Regions from separate parts of the Sus scrofa genome. Here regions 1 and 2 are each linked to region 3. The links are chromatin contacts, called in public HiChIP or PLAC-seq maps. All regions are on one chromosome and are shown on one strand. Each heading gives the region's core, a stretch centred on a gene start, on an enhancer-like site or on the middle of the called end of the contact. The rest is flanking DNA. Distances are from core to core; before and after follow the strand shown. Region 1 holds the start of PPWD1 (peptidylprolyl isomerase domain and WD repeat containing 1). Region 2 holds the start of TRAPPC13 (trafficking protein particle complex 13). Region 3 holds the start of CWC27 (CWC27 spliceosome associated protein homolog).

Evidence for each region. HiChIP or PLAC-seq counts read pairs in DNA pulled down with a chosen protein or histone mark.
Region 1: a contact with region 3 is called in an H3K27ac HiChIP or PLAC-seq map of alveolar macrophages. The contact joins the promoter of PPWD1 here to the promoter of CWC27 in region 3. A contact is called at or near these places in 2 of 5 promoter capture datasets (fetal skeletal muscle and liver) and 2 of 2 datasets of contacts at active chromatin or transcription factors (alveolar macrophages and skeletal muscle).
Region 2: a contact with region 3 is called in an H3K27ac HiChIP or PLAC-seq map of alveolar macrophages. The contact joins the promoter of TRAPPC13 here to the promoter of CWC27 in region 3. A contact is called at or near these places in 2 of 2 datasets of contacts at active chromatin or transcription factors (alveolar macrophages and skeletal muscle).

What each region holds. Positions count from the first base shown.
Region 1 is chr16:44,079,046-44,083,397 of Sscrofa11.1, reverse strand. PPWD1 (peptidylprolyl isomerase domain and WD repeat containing 1) reads right to left here and starts at 2,764. Exons shown (of 11, transcript NM_001244421.1): 1 at 2,555-2,764. The coding sequence starts at 2,750. It overlaps CENPK (centromere protein K), which reads left to right and starts at 2,834. Exons shown (of 12, transcript XR_002339607.1): 1 at 2,834-2,962.
Region 2 is chr16:44,144,928-44,148,821 of Sscrofa11.1, reverse strand. TRAPPC13 (trafficking protein particle complex 13) reads right to left here and starts at 2,188. Exons shown (of 13, transcript NM_001244746.1): 1 at 1,843-2,188. The coding sequence starts at 1,888. TRIM23 (E3 ubiquitin-protein ligase TRIM23) reads left to right here and starts at 2,531. Exons shown (of 11, transcript XM_003134013.5): 1 at 2,531-2,706. The coding sequence starts at 2,626.
Region 3 is chr16:43,344,726-43,348,870 of Sscrofa11.1, reverse strand. It overlaps CWC27 (CWC27 spliceosome associated protein homolog), which reads right to left and starts at 2,365. Exons shown (of 14, transcript NM_001243923.1): 1 at 2,131-2,365. The coding sequence starts at 2,172. SREK1IP1 (protein SREK1IP1) reads left to right here and starts at 2,640. Exons shown (of 4, transcript XM_021076777.1): 1 at 2,640-2,808. The coding sequence starts at 2,796.

The sequences.
Region 1 (4,352 bases), core at 1,515-4,014, 730 kb before region 3:
CCAACAAATGACTCTTTATTTTTAGTAAGAGAAGCCCCATTTTTATATGGGAATATTGACATCCAGCACTAAGGTCTTTCTCACCTCTGCAGTTAGGTGTGATCATGTACCAATGAGGTAAAAGTGGAAGCAGTGTTAATAGTCAAGATGCCTCCTTGAAGAGGTGTGCCCTTCTTCCATTCCTCAATCCTACAGCTGGGAATTGGGAGATGAGCACTGTAATTCTAATCACCACTAAGAATAAAGATGAGGTCCAAACCCTAGTGATGTGAGGGCAGAAAGCTGGAAAGACCCTAGGTCCCTTTGGAGCCTCTACACCAATCCTAGATTGTCTACTTTAGGACTTTTATACATGAGAGAAGTATTTCACTATCTTTTTAATGTTGTTGTCATTTTGGATTTTTCTATAATATGTAGCTAAATTTAATCCTATCTGATACTTATTCCCTTTGCTATGTGTTAGTCCACTTGTTGAACAGTTACTGAAAACAAAACAGTTTCCAAGGCACATGGACATAAAGCAGAGTAAAATATAGTTCCTGTCCTTGGGAAAACATCAATTTAATAAAAGGTAGTGCCATAAAATCATTGATAGTGTCTTTGTGAAAATGTTTACAAAAGTCCAATGTCCAAAGAACAAAGTTAAAGGGGGTGGTTCTATTTGTAGAAAGTTAAGTATATTATTAAACCCTTGTCTTCTTAGAAATCTTCAATGACATTTTTCTACCATTTCATACATATTTTTTTAAATTTCAACTTTTTCTTCAAGCTGAATACACTACCGACTGGCTTAAAAAGAATAATTTAGCTGTCTCAACTGCGTTAATTTTATAAGCTCTTTGTCTTCTAATGCTAATATCAGAATTTTGGTATTTTTGGATTTTTCCATTCCCTCCGCTCATTTCCATAAAAAAAGACATGAAATACAATGCAATAAATTACTAGTATAAACAATGTAATATTCATTCATTCAATACTTATTGATAATCTGCTACATTCAAAGCACTATACCAAGCATTGGAGCAAAACAGGCACGGCCCTCATTCTTATACACTTAAGTCTTTTTTTCTTCATCCTTTTTAATGGTTGCACCTGTGGCACATGGAAGTTCTTGGGCCACGCATTCAATGTGAGCTGCAGTTGTGACTTACTACATAGCTGTGGCAATGCTGGATTCTTTAACCCACTGGGGATAGAACCCATGTCTCTGCAGAGACCCAACTGCTGCGGTCAGATTCTTAACTCAATGTACTACAGCAGGAACTCCATTCTTACAGTCTTAACAGTCTTAACATTAATCAAACAATCACATGAATAAATATATAATTATAAAACACAGCAAGTGCAATGAGGAAACACTTGCTATAAGGACATTTAACAGGAAGACTATCAGTGAAAAAGATAATGCACTTTCAGGGTGTTGGTGTACAGTGTTCAAAAAAGTAGCTTCTTCAAAATTCAAATACACAAAATTTGAAGGCTAACTATAAATTCAGTGTGATAAACATACCTCAGATTTATGATCAACGTGCTTTAGAAACCCAGCCCTGACTGGAGAGGTCGCAAGTTTCCTAAAGGAGTTTATAGCTCAACTGACTGCTAAAGGCTGAACAATAGTTAGCTAGTTGAAATGGGTGAGGGAAATCATTCCAGGTAGAGACACCAGGATACCTATGAGTAAGAAGGAGCTACAAGTTTTTGGGAGAGGGAAGTAATGGAAATGTGCTGAGGGAGGTTAAGGAGAGATCATATCAAGAAGGGCTTTGTATGTTATGTTAGGGAGTTTGGACATTGTTTTGAAAATAATGAGAAATCACTTAAGAATTTTAAGAAGGGAGAATAGTAAAGATCTGAACTTCTAGAAAGATCATATTTTAATGGTGTGATACGTTCAAGGAAAACATTTCAAAGAACTTGAGAAATCTATCCCCTTCACCACTCCTCTTGTTTGATAAAATTCTGTCACTATTCCACGTTAGGGGCAAAATGCTTCAGGCCATGGTACCTCATGAGTAGTTTGAAAACCACAGACCTCGGTTTTAAGATAAAAAAAAATCTGTGATCCAGGAAACTTATTAATTAGGTCAGAAAACGCAGCAGTGTAAAAGTTAGGACTGAAATAATACTTCTCTATTCTTCAAGATTCTGATATAGGCACCACCTTCCCTGGCGGCCCCATACACCACTCTAGAGCTAAAAGCCTTAAATAGAACCAGTACTCATTTCTATATCTGCTAAATAAGTTAAAAATTCCAACCTCACATGGCTGATGCATGTATTAAACAAGAGGGGCCAAACAACTAAGTATCGGCGTTAAGCTTTAGCAGCTATTGTAACAAATCGGTGATAAATACTGTTAGATATTATTTAAAAGACGCGTTACTCAGCCCAAATCACTATTTCGGGAGCATAAAAGAGCGAGAAGTGAAAAGACGACCCTTTGTTCCGAGGGCACAAACCCCCACAATCACACATCCCCGTTTTGAGATCTGGCTTGAACTCTACCACGCAAGGGACGCAGCATTCCAACTCGCTCTGTGCCTATCTCAGCTACCTTTCCTCTTCTTGGCCAATGTTGCCTCTACAGGTAAAGGCCCAACCCAGCGTTCTTCACTTTCCTCTTCATTTTCTTGGGTCACTGCCACTGCCACTGCCAGCTCTCTTTCGCTGAGTTCCGTTTTTTCTGGTTCCTCCGGGACCCGGCGCCTTCTCTTGCTCAGCTGTGAATCGCTGCCGCTTTCTGCCGCCATGTTGTCCGAATCGTCAGAAAAAGTGCGACACTCACAGCTCCGCTACCAATCCTGAATCAGCGGCGCAGCCCTCGCGTCAGCGGCGGAGAGCATTACGGGATTGGCTGGGATGGGTGGGAGCAGTTCCAATCAGTAAGCAGCGCGCGGAGGTTCTGGGCGCGGAGCCGCGACTCCGGTAGGCTGAGGAGACCTGAATTTGCGGCCCTGCGGTGGTAAGCGACGGACCGGGAAGCGCGCCCTTATGTTTGAAACTTGCCCCCGGGTTGGCATCGAGCTATGACCCCGGTAGTGGGACGCTTACGTCCGAGGAACTACCTAACGGCCAGCCAGGCCTTGAGTCCCGTTCTTCACTCTAGAACCCCGACTGTTAGGCGAGAAAGACGCAAGGGTGGGGGAATTTAAAGAACTGGTTAATTTGCAGGCCTCCCTTCAGGTGCTTCAAATAGGACTTTTTTCCTCAGCTTCTTGATTATTTCACACGGTCTCTGAAGAAAGTGGTGAGCGCTTGTTATTGTGGGGGAGAGCGAGGGGCGGGGCAGAAAACCAGGCCTAGTAACCTAAGTTACCGAGCAGCACCATCCACCCTTCTGCCTTCACTGTGGTCAAGGTTTCCATCCCTTAGTGACCTTCTGGACTTAAGCTCTCTTCTTTAAAAAAGAAAAAAAATTAATTGTGGTAAAAAAAACTACAAAATTCTCTGTTAAAAAATTGAGGTAAGGAGTTCCCGTCGTGGCTCAGTGGTTAACGAATCCCACTAGGAACCATGAGGTTGCGGGTTCGATCCCTGGCCTTGCTCAGTGGATTAGGGATCCGGCGTTGCCGTGAGCTGTGGTGTAGGTCGCAGACACGGCTCGGATCCCGCGTTGCTGTGGCTCTGGCGTAGGCCGGTGGGTCCAGCTCCGATGAGACCCCTAGTCGGGGAACCTCCATATGCCGTGGAAGCGGCCCTAGAAAAGGCAAAAAAAAAAAAATTTTTTTTTGAAGTAAAATTGACATACAATATATTAGTTTCAGATATACACTATAATGATTCGATTTTTGTATATATTGTGAAATGACGACCACAGTAAGTCTAGCTAACATCCATTACTGTACATAGTTACAGAATTATTTTTCCCCTGTGGTGAGAACTTTTAAAGTCTTCTCTCTTAGCAACTTTCAAATATGCAATACAGTATTATTAACCGTATTCAACATGCTGAACATTATGTTCCCATGATTTAGTTTATAATTGTAAGTTTGTACCTTTCAACCCTCTTCACTTATTTGCTCCTTACCCCTGCTCTGGCAACCACCAGTCTGTTCTTTGTATGTATGAGCTTGATTTTTTTTTTTCTGTTTATTTATATTTATATTTTACAGATAAGTGAGATATCATGTGAGATCATGTGAGATCATGTGGTATGTCTTTCTGTCTGATTTATTTCACCTAGAATAATGGTCTCAAGGTCCATCTACGTTGTTGGAAGTGGCAAAAGTTCATTCTTTTTTTTTTTTTTTTTTTTTTTTTTTTTTTGCTTTTTGGGGCCATGCTAGCAGTATATGGAAGTTCCCAGTCTACGGAGCTACAGCTGAGGGACTATGCCACAGCCACAGCAACTT
Region 2 (3,894 bases), core at 939-3,438, 800 kb before region 3:
AAATGACTGTGATCCTTAACATCCATAATTTAAAATACGGATCTAAACAAATAGCATATTCTTTCAAGAATTAATGATGCTTCTATTTTTTTCTTCCCTCTATTTTTTTCTTCCCTCTTCTTTGCACTTTCACATTTTAAGATATGGCATTAAGAATTCTTTCATTGTTGTCTAAACTTATTCAGTGTTTTATTCCAGGGACAGTGAAGCTGTGAGAGCACCTGAATATTTTACACACATAAGAAAGCAACTTAAATGATCATATATTTGGCATGCAACTTTGGTTAAAATTAAAACTTGTAAAAATTCTTGGATTACTAGGATAATGGGGAAGAAGAATATCAAAGAGCTTAAAGAAAGGAGAACCTATCAGGGAAGCACTCGTCCTTTTGGATTGCTAAAATAGTCTTCCTGAGGAATCTTCTGTTTTGGAAAACCGAAGATACTGGGAAGGACTATTTTAGCAGTCTATAACTGCAACGGCAGTTCCACATCTCTGGAATTTAACTGTGTTTAATAGCTTTCAATTTGTATAAAATGACCTCAATCAGCTAATAGAACTGCTCCAAACTCCCAGCAAAGTAGAGTCAGTAAGGGAATGATGTTAGAAAATGCTGTTTCTTTCATTAGAAGGCAAAAGGGAGTCTTGGAAAGATGAAGGCTTTGTGTTGAAATATTACCTTAATCACTTACTAGCTCTGTGGTCTCGATAAAGTTTAACTTCTGAGAGTTAAGTAATATCTATTCCATATACTTGATGTGAGCCTGAGATAAAGAACAGGATAGTTTCTTCTTTCTTCAGGAATAAGTCATTTCAGTCCAGGTCATTTGCTCAGGCTAAGCTTATAGGTCCTATTGCTATACTAGTTAACATTTCAGTTTCTTAGTTCTACGGTCAGACAGTTCTGATATGTCCAACTATCAGTGTATGATTTTACGTTACAAATGAAACCGGTGAGCTTCTGTAATGTTTGCTGCTTACACTGTCACTGAGGGGATAAGGGTCCCTCAAAATGGATACCACAAGGAAGGTAAATGCAATTCAACTGAATTCATGGGCCTAGGGAACATTTTCACAGCCCAGTTCAAGAAGATATTGGTAACCACATAGTAGTGCATACAAGAAATAAATGCATTTGTGGTAATAAAAAATAGATGAAATAAAGCTGAAAGCATTTCAAATAAAAAGTTTCAGAAAACAATTCCAGAAAAGTAAGCCCTGCTAGTTTCCCCTAAATAATAATCAATTAAATGATCAAACGTACTCGAAGTTGTTTGCTGTGTACAGAAAATGAAAACTGACACGAATATTCCCATATACACAATACTTTGAAGTAAACTGCAGTGATTTTTAACAAACCTAAATTATATGTTGTGGTATTACGTATTTTTAAATCCTTGGCACAATAACTAGACTAAATTTCACAAATGAAGCTGAAGCCTGGTAACACTGTCATTGCCGCGTCAAGAGATAAGAGACAGAGGAAAAAACCACTTTAGATACCCGCTGTTAATGGTCTCATTTGACAGGGCTCTCCCCAGGGTAGGGAGGTCAACTACTGCCAAAAATCTCTCCGGTGACTGCAGCAGCATATAACAGAGTAAGTAATTTACCACGTATCTATTCCATTTTACAGGGCGATTCTCAAACTCAAAACCCAAAGCGAGGAAACGGCTTCCTCACGCTGGGCGCCCAAGGACAGAGAGGAGGACGAGTACTGACAGTGCTTAAGAAGGACGAGGCCTACATTCCAGAGGCAGGTCTATGTGCCATGAAGCTTCGAGAACTAGTGAGAGAAGGGGAGAAAACAGATTACTGGGAGCCGGGTTCGCAAAGTTTACCTTTCAAGGCCAGCAGGTGCTCCTGCTTGGGGGGATTCACTTCCATTGTGACCGGCACTTTGGAGCCACTGCCTACGGAGGCTGAAGCGGTTCAAACAGCCCGGAAGAAAACAGAAAAGCGCACGTCCGTGAAGACAAGGCATTAAAGACACTCCCAACAGTTTCTGTCTGCCGGTAGCGCCTTATATACTCTTCTAACCACGTCCTTTACTGACCCAACGGCTCCTTTTTACCAAAGTCATCTCTTGCCTCTTACAGGCCTATACATAAAATACTTCTCTATTTTCCAGCCACAGCCACACGCCGCTCTTTCAAGAAAGCACTCCACGGTAACAATACACAACCTCCCAAATACCTACACTGCAGAGTAATTGATATAAATGTGGCACGCTGGGATTTGTAGTTTAAAAGCCGCATGGCATGCAGGGAGATGTAGTCCCCGGTCTCCGTTCGTTAGAGGGAAGAAGTCATTGCTGGGGTAGGAGTTTCATCCCAACAATTTTCTTCTGTTTTATCCTCTCTTTTTTCCCTTAATTTTGTTCCTTCTATCAAGTTCAGACTCCTCAATAATAACAAAATAACAAAGCGCATCCACTGAAGAGTGTGCAGCCAATCAGCAAACGAGTGCCAGAAGGAGGAGCGAAGAAGTCGGCCCCGCGGCTTCTCCGCGTCGTACTGCGCCTGTGCACCAGCAGCGAGCGCCTAGGCTTCTGGGTAGGTGGCTCTACCCCGCCTCTTAGTGAAGGCCTTGACTGCTGCTTCTGCGGCACTGCACCTCCTAGGATGGCTGCCCTGGTTGTAAACAGGCCTGGTGCGGGACTAGACAGTGGTCGTCAGGGCAGCCGGGGGACAGCGGTGGTGAAGGTGAGGGACCTTGCGTACTCTGTTCTCCGCCATCTGCCTCCAGTTCATGCCGGAGATCTGGCGGCACTACAGCGGCCCTGGCTGTTGGGGGCCGGTATGCGCGGCCCTCTGGGCCCCTCTCGGCTTTACAAGCTTTGCCCTCCCTTCCTGAGGCCTGAGGTTGCATGGTCTCCTGGTCATGCTAGTCTTCTGCTTGGAGTCGCCAACGGGGACATTTGTGAAAAGGAGCCTATCGACATGTTAGAGTGACCTGGGCTGGTCTTTCTCCAGGTCCTCTGCTTGTAGTTCAGCCCAACAGGCGTTGATTAGCCTTTTTTTTTTTTTTTTTTTTTAAATTAAATTGAGCCATTATTATTGCCAGGTACTACGTTAGGTATGTAAGATCGTTAATATCTATTAGAGGTAAATGTTGATTCTCGTTTTACGGGTGAGGAAACTAAAGTTTCGAATAACACTGTATAGTGGAGCCACAGCTGACTGGCTTTAAAGTACACTTTTCACTATCGTATTACTTCTGTAATGAGAGCTCTATTTTTGCTTGACCTGCTCCTTCCTTTCTTTTTGTAGTACAGTTTGTCAGCACTTTTGAGAAGTCTCCAAAAGTCCCATTAACTCTGGGGAATGTGAATTGCCCTATGACTGAACTTTGAAATTGTATCATGTGTAGATGCTCTAAAATGTATTTACTAAGAAATCAATTGAAATATGTGGAATTCGTTTTTCCATATATAGATAAATAGAGATTCGGAAGGGAGAACTGATTTCAGTGGTTTATAGAATAAGCTAGGAAGATTTATAATCTGTGCTATTGAAAATTCTTATTCCTGACTTCATATTAGAATAGCTGAGGACTTAAAAAAAAAAAAAATAAAAATTAGGCCCCCGGTTCTGATGAAGTTGACATCAGTGTATTTTTTTCATTCCCAGAGTGGTTTTAATGCACAAACTGTTCAGAACCACTGGGTCAGATATCTGAAATTTTCTTAGAATCTTAAATAGTAGACACCTATGATTTTTCACCTAATGTTGGTTTTATATGACATCAAATGATACATTTCTGCTAACAACTGTATTAATCAGTATTGGTAGTTGTTGATTCATCTGACCTTTATATGTTAATGACATTCTGAAGTACATAGACTATCTGAAATGCAGAAGAGCGCTCTTATTAAGCTTGTTGTATGGTTG
Region 3 (4,145 bases), core at 1,116-3,615:
GCCTCCTCTTCAAAGGCAAAACACAGCATATTTATAGACTATTGACAGGGGTCAACCATAGGTATAATGTCAATTACTTTCTAAAATGACACTAGAGAAATTTTGTCTCATTTATTCAGAATATCTGTGAATCCATTCAGTACCTAATGTGGCATTAGACAGTATAGGCACTAAACAAACATTTCTGCTCTAAAGTCTTTCCAGGCCAAAATTCTCAACAAGCTCTGTATGTTACAAAACTTTGAAGTTTCCATATCTTCAGTCTTATGTCAGAAAAAGTCCCAAACTGGTTTTGAAGGAAAACTTGAGCCACACTTGATATTCTCCCTCAGCCCAATTCGATCAATGTATATTTAGCAAAACTGACTCTATGATAATAAGAACAACGCTGGTTTTTCTTTCTACTGCATACCTAAAACCTAGCATAGAGCCTGGCTTGTGCTATGTGCTCAATAAATATTTGTCGAATTAAAGATTGCCTGTTTAGGCATCTATCTTTGCTAAAACTTCTCATCTTATCTTTATGACCATGTTGAATCTTTCCCCAGAGTAAAACTAAGTCTGCCCTTATACAGTAGCAGTATAACCTCAAGCCCACTGATGCTAATATTTCTCATAAGTTAAGAGATACAGTATTATTTCATCCATCCATCCACTCAATACATATTTGAACTCCTCATAACATGCATGTGTCAAGCACCATTCTAGATTCCTGTCTCTGCCTTCATAATGCCTGTGTTCTATGGGGGGAATAGTAGTGGGGGAGGATACAACAATAAATAAGTACTGTAGAAAAAACTAAAGAGGATAAGGGCCAGGGCATGCTGAGGTGCAGGACATGAATGAGATTTTGCTATATTAATAGAGAGTTGATAGGAAAGGCCCTCTGCTAAAATGACATTTGAATAGGCTAAAGAGTATACTAGAGAAAAGAATGGCAAGTGTGAAGGCCCTAAAAGGATGGGCAATATACTCAATATTTACCAGTGTTTAGCAAGTGAGTGTGATACAACTCCCAAAAAACACTTGGAAATATGAAGAGATAGATACTCTGGGTTTTCACAATGATGTAGGGTAGAGGTGAGGGGTGGGGAAGAAGTTCAAACAACAGAATTGAAAGAATTGCTGTGCCCAAATTACTAAGATTTTTGCTGGAGGTATCAATTACAGCATTTTTGGTTTTGTCTTCAAATTGCCTTCATTATATTACTAAATGTAAATCAACAAAACTGCATAAATAATTTGTGATACATGCTACAGAACTGTATCTGATGCAAATTTACTTCATCTTAATACACTTACACACTTTCATTTTCACTATTTTTTCCATTATGCTGGTTCATCATATTTTGTGTCTGATAGAGACTAGGTCTCACTTCAAGAATTCAGGTGATACTTATTCCATTATTGACCCTGCTCATACTGCATATAAACACTGGATGGGAAATGACATTCTTGACCATCAAAATCAATCAGAAAATCATTCTTATATGGGAACATTTCCCATTAATAATCTGCTCACGTTTTAAGACCAGCTCCAAAAATACTTCTGCCATGAAGCTTTTCCCTAGTTTCCAGTTGCTAACTTCTCAGTACTACCATAGCAATAGGCTAGCTCCTCTCGCCATAGCCTTCCTATCAAACATATCATAAGGTTTTTCTTAACCAGCCTGCCTCTCAAACTAAACCATAAACCCCTCTTGGGCAACAACTAGCGCTTATCCATCCATTTTGGTATCCCCAGTACCTAGTACAGTGCCTGGTGCCTAGCAGACATTCAAAAAAAGGATTGTTGAACTAACAGAGAAAAAATCATCAACGAGATAACCAAAAAAAAAAAAAAAAAAAAAGTCAACTTTTAAAACACCTTGGCTTTTTACCTACGACCCTAGAAAACGCCTGCAGAGCTAAGTTAAAGCACAAATTAGGGCCAGAAGTTTAATAAAGAAATCGCCACCTGAAGACTTTTTCAATTATGTGCTGAGAAGTGCCAGTGTATGGTTCTCGATGCAATGCTATTCAGAGACAGAGGAAAGGACAAGGCTTCTTGTAATCTCTTCTAACCCTAGACCCCAGAATTGCCAGTGAAAGATAATTCTGGAGAGACCAGGTACCCTAGAGGAAGCTCACCTTCCCGTTCGTGGGAGGCTCCTGGATGTAAATGTTGCTCATGTTGGTCAGTGCTCAGGACGCTGTTCCTAATTGGGGATAAAAGCGAACGGTGAGTCACTAAAGCAGTCCACGTATCGGTACACGCTTCCTTAAATCTGGAGGTCGCGAAAAGCTCCAGTCTGTCAGTATCCCGCAAGGCAGCGGCACAGGTCCTATCTTTTTCTAAAGACAGCCGCTCCCGGACGCCGCCATGTTGCTCCCGGACCCGAGCACCGCTAATCCTGAGAAGGGGGCTTCCGATGGCCTCTAGGGAATCAATAAAATATTATTAAGCCTCCGTGGATTAATTTAACTTGTATTAAAATTTAAAAAATAAAAATTTGTAAGTCTTTGGGTTGTTTACTTTACTACACGCGTGTGTAGATCTCATTAACTACCCCTAAACTGGCAGTAATGGTTTGGACCGTGTGTGGTCTACAATACAATTCCTCCGGAAACTGCATCAGTAGCTTCTTGGTTCCTCTATCGCCGCAGGCTTTTAGGGCCTTACCCGACTGTCATCTGGCTACCGCGACGCGAGTAGAAGGAAGCGGCGGCCGTCATTGTACGTTGTCCCCGCAGCCAGCGGTAAGCGAGCGCGCTCTCGAAAGCCTAGGGGTCCTGCAACCCCAATTCCCCGCGCCATGGCAGTTCCAGGTAAAGACCAAACGTAGAGCCCCTGGGTCTGGGCGAGGGAGGGAGCTGGTAGGGTAGGTAGATTGGGGGGCGCTGGCATAAGTAGTAGCGCCTTAGGGCGGAGGCGTTAAAATTAACATTGTCGTTTGGCTTACTTGGAGAAGTTTACAGTCCAAAAATAAACTCTAAAGGAAAGAAAGAAAGAAAGGAATTGTTTCCCCGCCCCAGCCTAGCACTGGATGGACTACGGGGAACTGTATACAGGGCGGAGCGGGGGAAGGGGTGCGCGGGGAGGCGGGTGGAGACGGACTAGTTAGTAACTGTAGGCCTAGGAAGCTGTTAGCCGAGAAAAACTGACTTTAACTTTAATAAGGCTTGAAAATAAAATTTGAGGAGGCAACACTTGGCGGATCCAAGTAGGCATTGTTTGTTGTGAAAGTCGCTGGGCCGAAATGGGTCTCTGCGGTTCTACTTCTTTCTTCCTGTTTTTTGTAGTTGCGTTGTGGCCCTGGACCCGATGCTTTGCCTTTCCGGGTCTCAGTTTTTGTATCAGTAAAAGGAGATTTGTTGATATATGTATATGGGTCCTTACAGTTCTCAGATTCCATGACCAGGGGGTGTCAACCGAAAAACAATGAACCCTGTGAAATAAGTGCTTCAGAGTTTTCCCGTTCACAACTACTAGCTTACTTGGAAGTTCTGGTAGCGGAGGGCATCTCTTTAAACCTACTTTGCCAAGGTGGGTTCTGCAGAGCACTGGTTGCAGGAGATACTTTGAAAAATAAACGCTATCCCCACCCCCACCCCCACCCACCCACCGCTCATACAACTTGGAGATTCATGATGCACTGTAGTATAGCAAAGACATTGAGAATTGCTATGGTTCAGAAACTCTAACTTTGTTGTAACCTGCCCTTCCCAGTATTATTGGACCATGTTTATTCTGTGGAGGCCTGTGCTGAACTGTATTTTACTGTATGGGGAAGTTGTGAAGTTCTACCAACTTAAGTTTTGGTTGGGGGGGCGGGGGGTTGCAGTATTTTAGGAGAGGAAAGGTACATACATTCATACACATAATAACTTTTATTAAAGCTGTATTGTGTGGTAGGATACTAGGCACCAGGAACACAGCTGCCCTTCACACAGAGCTTACAGTCGAGCAGTGAGAAGAAAGTACTAGAAAGTTAGACAAACGCATTGCAGTGAAAACACAAAGCCCTGAGGAGCATGTAATAAGGGCACCTAACAGGAGACTGGAGGGACCAGAAGAACTTTGCCAAGGATGAGGCATTTAGGATGAGACCTGAAGAATTGTGGGAGGGGAACTTGTACCCAGAGGGACTGAATATGTAAAGGAA